Regions from separate parts of the Lactuca sativa genome. Here region 2 is linked to region 1. The links are chromatin contacts, called in public Hi-C maps. All regions are on one chromosome and are shown on one strand. The core of a region is the stretch at or near the end of the contact, and the rest is flanking DNA. Distances in the headings are between cores, read along the strand shown.

Region 1 (3,611 bases), core at 739-3,238:
GGTTCAATGTTCTTGCACACAGCCTCGATTAATTCTCTAGCCTTTTTGATCTCACCATTTTTACACAATCTGTCTACCACAACTGTCAAAGAATAAACTGAAACATCGATGCCAGATTCCACCATTTTGTAAAAGAAAACTAACCCTGACACTAAATGTTCACATCTCAGGAGGGCAATCAAGTAAATAAAACATGTTCTCTCATCAATTGCAATTGCGTTGTTTCTCATATAACTGAAAGTCTCATAAGCTGCAACGAATTTCCCACTATCCGTATAAACTTTTAGCATCAAATTGAACATTTTTGACAAAATTCCAGGATCAAGACATTGACTTTCAGCAAAAGAAACTACATTTGAAAATGGGTGCCTGAGATTCCCCTCGTTGGCTAATGAATTTATAAGAGTCTCTGCATCTTCAAACTTAAATGACTTTATCGTCCTGCAAATTAGTGTTAAATAGTGTTCTGTTTCGATCTTGAATGGGATTAGAGATTGATTTTCTGAGATGATGTTGAAGAATGATAGGCATCTTCCAGTCTTGATTCGCCGGTTTGAGAGGACCAATCTGACAATGTTGGGAGTAAGGGTGGAGAGAATGGCAGCGGTGGTTTTAGTGGCGGTGGATATTTGGGTGGCAGAGGAGATGATGACCTCAGCAATTTTCAGGTAAGCTACTTGGGAGGTTGATGGAAGGTTGTCAATTTTCTTTTCCATTGTTGAAAGCAGGTCAATAATATCATCAAGCTTCTCCTTTTTACAACACCCATTGATCAAATCACTGAAAATATCATGGTCCAACTCAATCTCATTCCTCACTATCTTCTTTTCTAACTCCTTTGCAGCCTCCATTTTCTCAATCCCACAAATCCCACTAACCATGATATGAAATGTATGTGCATTAGGAGCAGCACCTCTATGAAGCATTTCATCGAACACTTGGAATGCACTCTCCATCCTACCTGATTTACAGTACTTGTGAATGATTGAATTCCACAGATAGATCCCCACGTGGAAATCTTTGTCATGCATCTCCGCAATCATCCTTTCAGCACCCCCCAGATTCCCAAAGCTCAAAAACCCATCTATTATAAGCTTGTAGGTTTCCAAATTACGCTCCACTCCTTGCTTCTCCATCAACAGTAATACCAAATCCAACTCTTTAAGATTCTTTCTTTCGCAGCATGCATTGACTAAAGTATTGAAAGTAATCACATTAGGTTCAACACTCCTGCACACAGCCTCAACTAATTGTCTAGCCCTTCTGATCTCCCCATTTTGACACAATCCGTCAATCACAATCGAAACATCCATACCAGATTCCACAATTTTGTAAAAGAAAACTAAACCTAATCCTAAATGTTCACATCTCAGGAGTGCAGTCAAGTAAATACCACACGTCCTCTCATCAATTGTAATCCCGTTGTTTCTCATATAATTGAAAGTCTCAAAAGCCGCAAAGAACTTCCCACTATCCGAATAAACTTTTAGCATCAAATTAAACAATGTTGACAAAATCCTAGAATCAAAACCTTGGCTCTCGGCAAGGGAAACTACATCTGAAAATGGGTACCTGAGATTTCCATCATTTGCTAATGAATTTATAAGAGTCTCGGCATCTTCAAACTTTCTTGAGTTTATCGCCCTGTGAATTAGTGTCACGTAGTGTTCTATTTCGATCGTGAACGGGATTAAAGATCGGTTTTCTGAGATGACGTTGAAGAACGATAGGCATTCGCGAGTCTTTATACGCCTGTCTGAGAGAACCAATCTAACTGTGTCGGAAGTAAGGGTGGAGAAAACGGCAGCAGGGGTTTCAGTGTTTGTGGTTGTTTTGGATGCGTAGGAGATGACGACCTCGGCAACTTTCCGGTGGGTGTTGGTAGGAAGGTTGCCATACTTCTTGATACATTTGAGGTTTTGGAGGGTTTTTTGGATCGACATCTTGTTTGGTGAGTTTTGAAAAGATTTCTTAAGTTGTTAAGTTCGAAGATTTCTAAGTTGGCCCTGTCACGGTATTTAATTTAATATTACTTACCTTTATTCTTTCTCCAACATTTACATATTTTATTACCCGTTTATAACCTGTGGGATAGGGGTACCTGTGGGATAGGGGTGAGCAAAAACCGCACCGCAACTAAAATTAACCGTAAAAACCGCATAAACCGCAACCGAAAAACCGCAACCGCAATAAAAACCGACGGTGAGGTTTTCTGTTTTTCAAAAACCGCAAATTTGCGGTGCGGTGCGGTTATTAGTTTCCAAAAACCACAAAAAAACCGCACCGCACCGCATATATTATATACAATTTTTTTTATCAATTATTAGTTTGTTAAATATTAAAAATAAGACAGGTTTAATGAATTGAAGACGTACACATTACTAGAAGACAAAAATGTTGGTTTTTTCTTATGTTTCATTTTGAAAAAAGGATGAAATTAGACAATTTTAAGATATTTATTGTTATTTACAATTGATTTGACGTTTTTAAGATATTAGTTGTTTGTGGTTTAAGTTAAATAGTTAATTGTCTTATACCTTATGGTTTTTTTTTATTACAAGTAATATGTTTGAACTCTTAAAACAATTTGAGCTCTAAACTGTGGTTAAAGACTACACAAAATAAATGCACCAAATCCATGCGGTTAATAACCGCAACACAGAAAAAACAAAACCGCACCGCAAAAATAACCGCCTAACCGCTCCACAAAAATAACCGCACCATGCGGTTTTGAAATTGGATTAACCGCATTTGCGGTTAGTGGTGAGGTTTTGGCTAATAACCGCACCGAACCGCACTGCGCTCACCCCTACTGTGGGAACCATGGTTACAAAATTAAATAAACTTTCATAATATAAAAATTCAAAATTATTAATCAATTATTTTAAATAAATTATTAATTAAGAGTTTTTTTTATTATATAAAATTATAATCATCAAATTAAATAAATATATGAAATTACATCACTTTATAATTTGTATTAATTTTATTGTAGTTTTTATTCTAATGTTATTAATTTAATGTAATTAGAGTGGAAAATTTGAAATTTGAAATTTGAAATGAAAAATTAATAGATTGACAAGTGACATGTATTAATTAGAAAACTTAATAGGATGATTCATGGCAAAAGAAGAATAAAATATGCATTAATTAAAAGACCTAATAAGGTGACACATGTCAAAAGGAGAATAAAACTATTCTTTTATTAGAATAATGATTTTATATACATGAACACATGTAATATTTTAGGTGTGAGACTAGTATACTATACTGGTATACTATACTGGTTTATTAAAAATAAACCATGTAATATTTTAGGTGTGAGACTAGTATACTATATTGGTTTATTAAAAATAAAAATTTAATATCAATATTTAAACATTAAATATTTTATAAAATAACATTTTTACATTACATAATTTAATTTTTTAGAACATTTATAAAAGAAATCAAATATTTTTTAGAGCATTTTATGGGACTTTATTATCAAATTAATATAATGGTTTTTTTACTTATAAAACTCGTTAGAATTTTGTAGAATTTTATTTTAAAAAATAGAAATTCCTAAAAGTTGTCAAGTGGAAAATAATAATTCTAAAACTCTCATAAAA
Region 2 (3,358 bases), core at 521-3,020, 170 kb before region 1:
TTAGTTGCTGTCAATTTTTTGTTTTCTATTAGAACAACATGAATATTTGAACTCATGTTTTCTTAACAAAACCAAACAAAAAAATATGATGGATTTTCCTAACAAAATCAGATAGAGAAATATAGGAATTTTTTCTAACAAAGACAAAGAAAGGTAATGATTTTTTAACAATGCGATATATTGTAAAGTAACCATTTAATAACGGGTTTTCGCAATACGAACTCTAGTTTTTGTTTTCCACTTGACATGACAATACTTTTTTTTCCAGAAGGGTTAATGTCATAAAAACCCTCAAGTTTTTAGGGTTTTGTCGGTTTTGCCCAAAGTTGAAATTTATGTCCGTTTTTACCCAAATATTTTCGAAAAAATGTTCGGTTTTACCCTTTTACTGGTGATAACAGGTTTTTCAGGTTACCATTATATTAAATTCGCATAAAAACCCTTAGGTTTACCATTTTTTTGCGTTTTTACCCTTAAGTTTATAATTTTTTTTACACTTTTACCCTAAGTATATTTTTTTCATAATATACATATTCATGCAGAAAAATCGTATTTATATACGAAAAAATATTTAATTAAATATTGTATTTGTATATATATATATATATATATATATATATATATATATATATTTGTTTGATTGTGTGTATTTGTGTTTTTGCATGGCTATACCATTTAAAAAGATAAATAATACTTTTAGAATTATGAATATATATTTTATAGATATAGTTTTTAGAAGTATAAATACATATTTTTATATTTTTATATATTACTACGTATCTATACTTCTAAAATATATTTATACTTAAAAAAAACATATATCAAAATACATATTTACACTTCTAAAAATATATGTATATACTTATATAAACATGTTTATGAATGAACATGTTTTTTTATTGATATGTATATGTTTAAATACATAAAAATATGTATTTTTAGTTCTAAAAACATATTAATTTGTTTTTTTACATCTTAAATGGTTTATCCAAGAAAAAAAACTCATACACACACACACACACACACATATATATATATATATATATATATATATATATATATATATATATATATATATATATATATATATAATGAATTAACATTAAAAAATGTAAATTCAATATTTAATTAAAATTTTTTTGTTTATAAATATGATTTCTCTGATTGAATACGTATAATATGGAAAAAAAAAATATATAGGTTAAAGTGTTAAAAATTATAAACTTAAGGGTAAAAACATAAAAAAACTGAAAACTTAAGGTTTTTTTTTTGCGAAGTTAATATAATGGTAATCTGTTATCACCGGTAAAAAGGTAAAACCGAACATTTTTTGGAAAATGTTAGCGTAAAAAGGGACATAAAATTCAACTTTAGGCAAAACCGACAAAACCCTGAAAACTTGAAGGTTTTTATGACATTAGCCTTTTCCAGAAAAATAGACTTTTGACATATTTTTGTAGATGACTCACATTTATGTAGTTGGGCTTATGCTAAAACAAGATTTTCATAGATGTCGAAAATCCTTGCTAATTTGGGTCGATTTGCTAATTTTAGGTTGAATTTAAGGAAATTTAACATAATATCTTAACTAAATAAGGAAATTACTAAATTAGGTCTAAAATAATAACAATTTAATTTTTATTTTAGGTCATCAGTTTTGAATTTTGATAGTATTGTAAGATGGTAGTGTTAAAAGTGACGGTGATAGATGTGAGTCATTTGACGATGAGATTTTTTTTTTTTTTTTTTTTTAAAGATAACCGTAATATAATCACAAAGATGGGAGAGCGTTGGAGCCGGAGCTGGATATAGATATCGCGATATGATGATTCTTCTCACTCCATCTTAAAATCGTGGCAACAATCCAATAATATAATCAAAAATTGCCATTCTACACATATGGGAGATCGGGAGTTGTGATCTGAGATATGGATATGGTCCACATGGATATGGAACGGGGATCATCGAATCTCACTCCCATGCAACAAAGCCAATAATATAATCCCAAATGGTCAATCTACACAATGTGAGATCCCATGAGATCTGGATATGGAGATGATTTAATCTTGTTGAAGCTCCTCCTCCATCTTAAAACCCTTGCAACAAGCCAATAACCCAATAATATAATCACAATTTGTCAATCTCGGGAGCTGGAATGAGATATGAGATCTGGATATGGAAGATGATCGAATACCGCGTTTATCACTCCATATTAAAACGCTGGCAACAAGTCAACAACCAGATCTGGATATGGAAGATAATCGAATCTTCTGCAGCCCCTTCTCACTCCATCATAAAACCCAACCCTCACTCTTTGCTACAACACCATTCTAACACCTCGCTCTTATCTACGACTCAACAACTCTCTCATGGCATCTGCTAATGCAATTTCTACAGCTTCTATAATCTCTTCCTATAAACAGGTATGTTCTTGTATAAACTCGAGTTAAATCTGATCGTTCCATCTTTATGTGTGTTATTTATGTGGGATTCTGTTGTTATGAGCAACAGCAGCAGGGGAGACTGAGAAATGGTAATGGAGGTGTTAGTCAATTCCGGATTGCGCCGAAGATGAAGCAATCTCATTTTCGCCGGTTCTCGGTTCGCGCCCAGGCTTACGGTCTTGCCTATGATGAGAGTGGCAGAGCGGGTATACAGGCCGGTCTCAATATACTTGCCGATGCCGTTGCTCTTAGTCTTGGCCCTAAAGGTATCATATCATCACTACTTATCATTATTATTGTCTTAACCAATCAGTCGTTAATGGTTTATTAAGTGCTCTTTAATTTAAATTTAAATTTTCGATTATGAATTTCTGGTTAACGAGCACTAGTTGGTTACAGCAAGCGTCATTTTCAAAATTTCATAATATTGCCATTCTTATTCTGTATAGGACGGGATGTTGTGATTGTGAAAGATGGTGGTGCCCCAAAGATTGTTAGTGATGGCTTTTCAATTGGCAGTTCTATTGAGCTACCCAATGTCAATGAAAACGCTGGCGCTAGTCTTATTAGAGAGGTTTGACTATTGTATACATGTGCTTTATCTTTTCTACAATTTGTTTTGACAACTTTGAAGTTTTGTTTCATAGGTTGCAAGCAAAACCAAGGAGTCAGCTGGTGATGGGACAACAACCGCATCGGTTATTGCACGTGAAATAATCCAACTCGGTATCGCAAGTGTCACCTCTGGTGCTAATGCAGTCTCAGTGAAGAAAGGCATTGACAAAACTGTAGCTGCTCTGGTTCAGGAGCTTCAAAAGAAAGCCACACCTGTTAAAGGTCATGATGATATCAAAGCCATTGCATCGTTGTCTGTTGGAAATGATGATATCGGAACCACCATTGCTGATGCCATG

The links. A called contact is a pair of places that touch in the nucleus more often than the background predicts.
Region 2: a contact with region 1 is called in a Hi-C map of seed, with 3 times the contacts expected there. The contact joins the promoter of LOC111901465 here to the promoter of LOC111901463 in region 1. A contact is called at or near these places in 2 of 4 Hi-C or Micro-C datasets (leaf and seed).

Annotation. Positions count from the first base shown.
Region 1 is chr2:191,949,427-191,953,037 of Lsat_Salinas_v11, reverse strand. LOC111901463 (pentatricopeptide repeat-containing protein At2g28050) reads right to left here and starts at 1,988. Exons shown (of 1, transcript XM_023897315.3): 1 at 1-1,988. The coding sequence starts at 1,943.
Region 2 is chr2:192,116,918-192,120,275 of Lsat_Salinas_v11, reverse strand. It overlaps LOC111901465 (ruBisCO large subunit-binding protein subunit alpha), which reads left to right and starts at 1,770. Exons shown (of 6, transcript XM_023897318.3): 1 at 1,770-2,423; 2 at 2,515-2,710; 3 at 2,894-3,018; 4 at 3,092-3,358. The coding sequence starts at 2,370.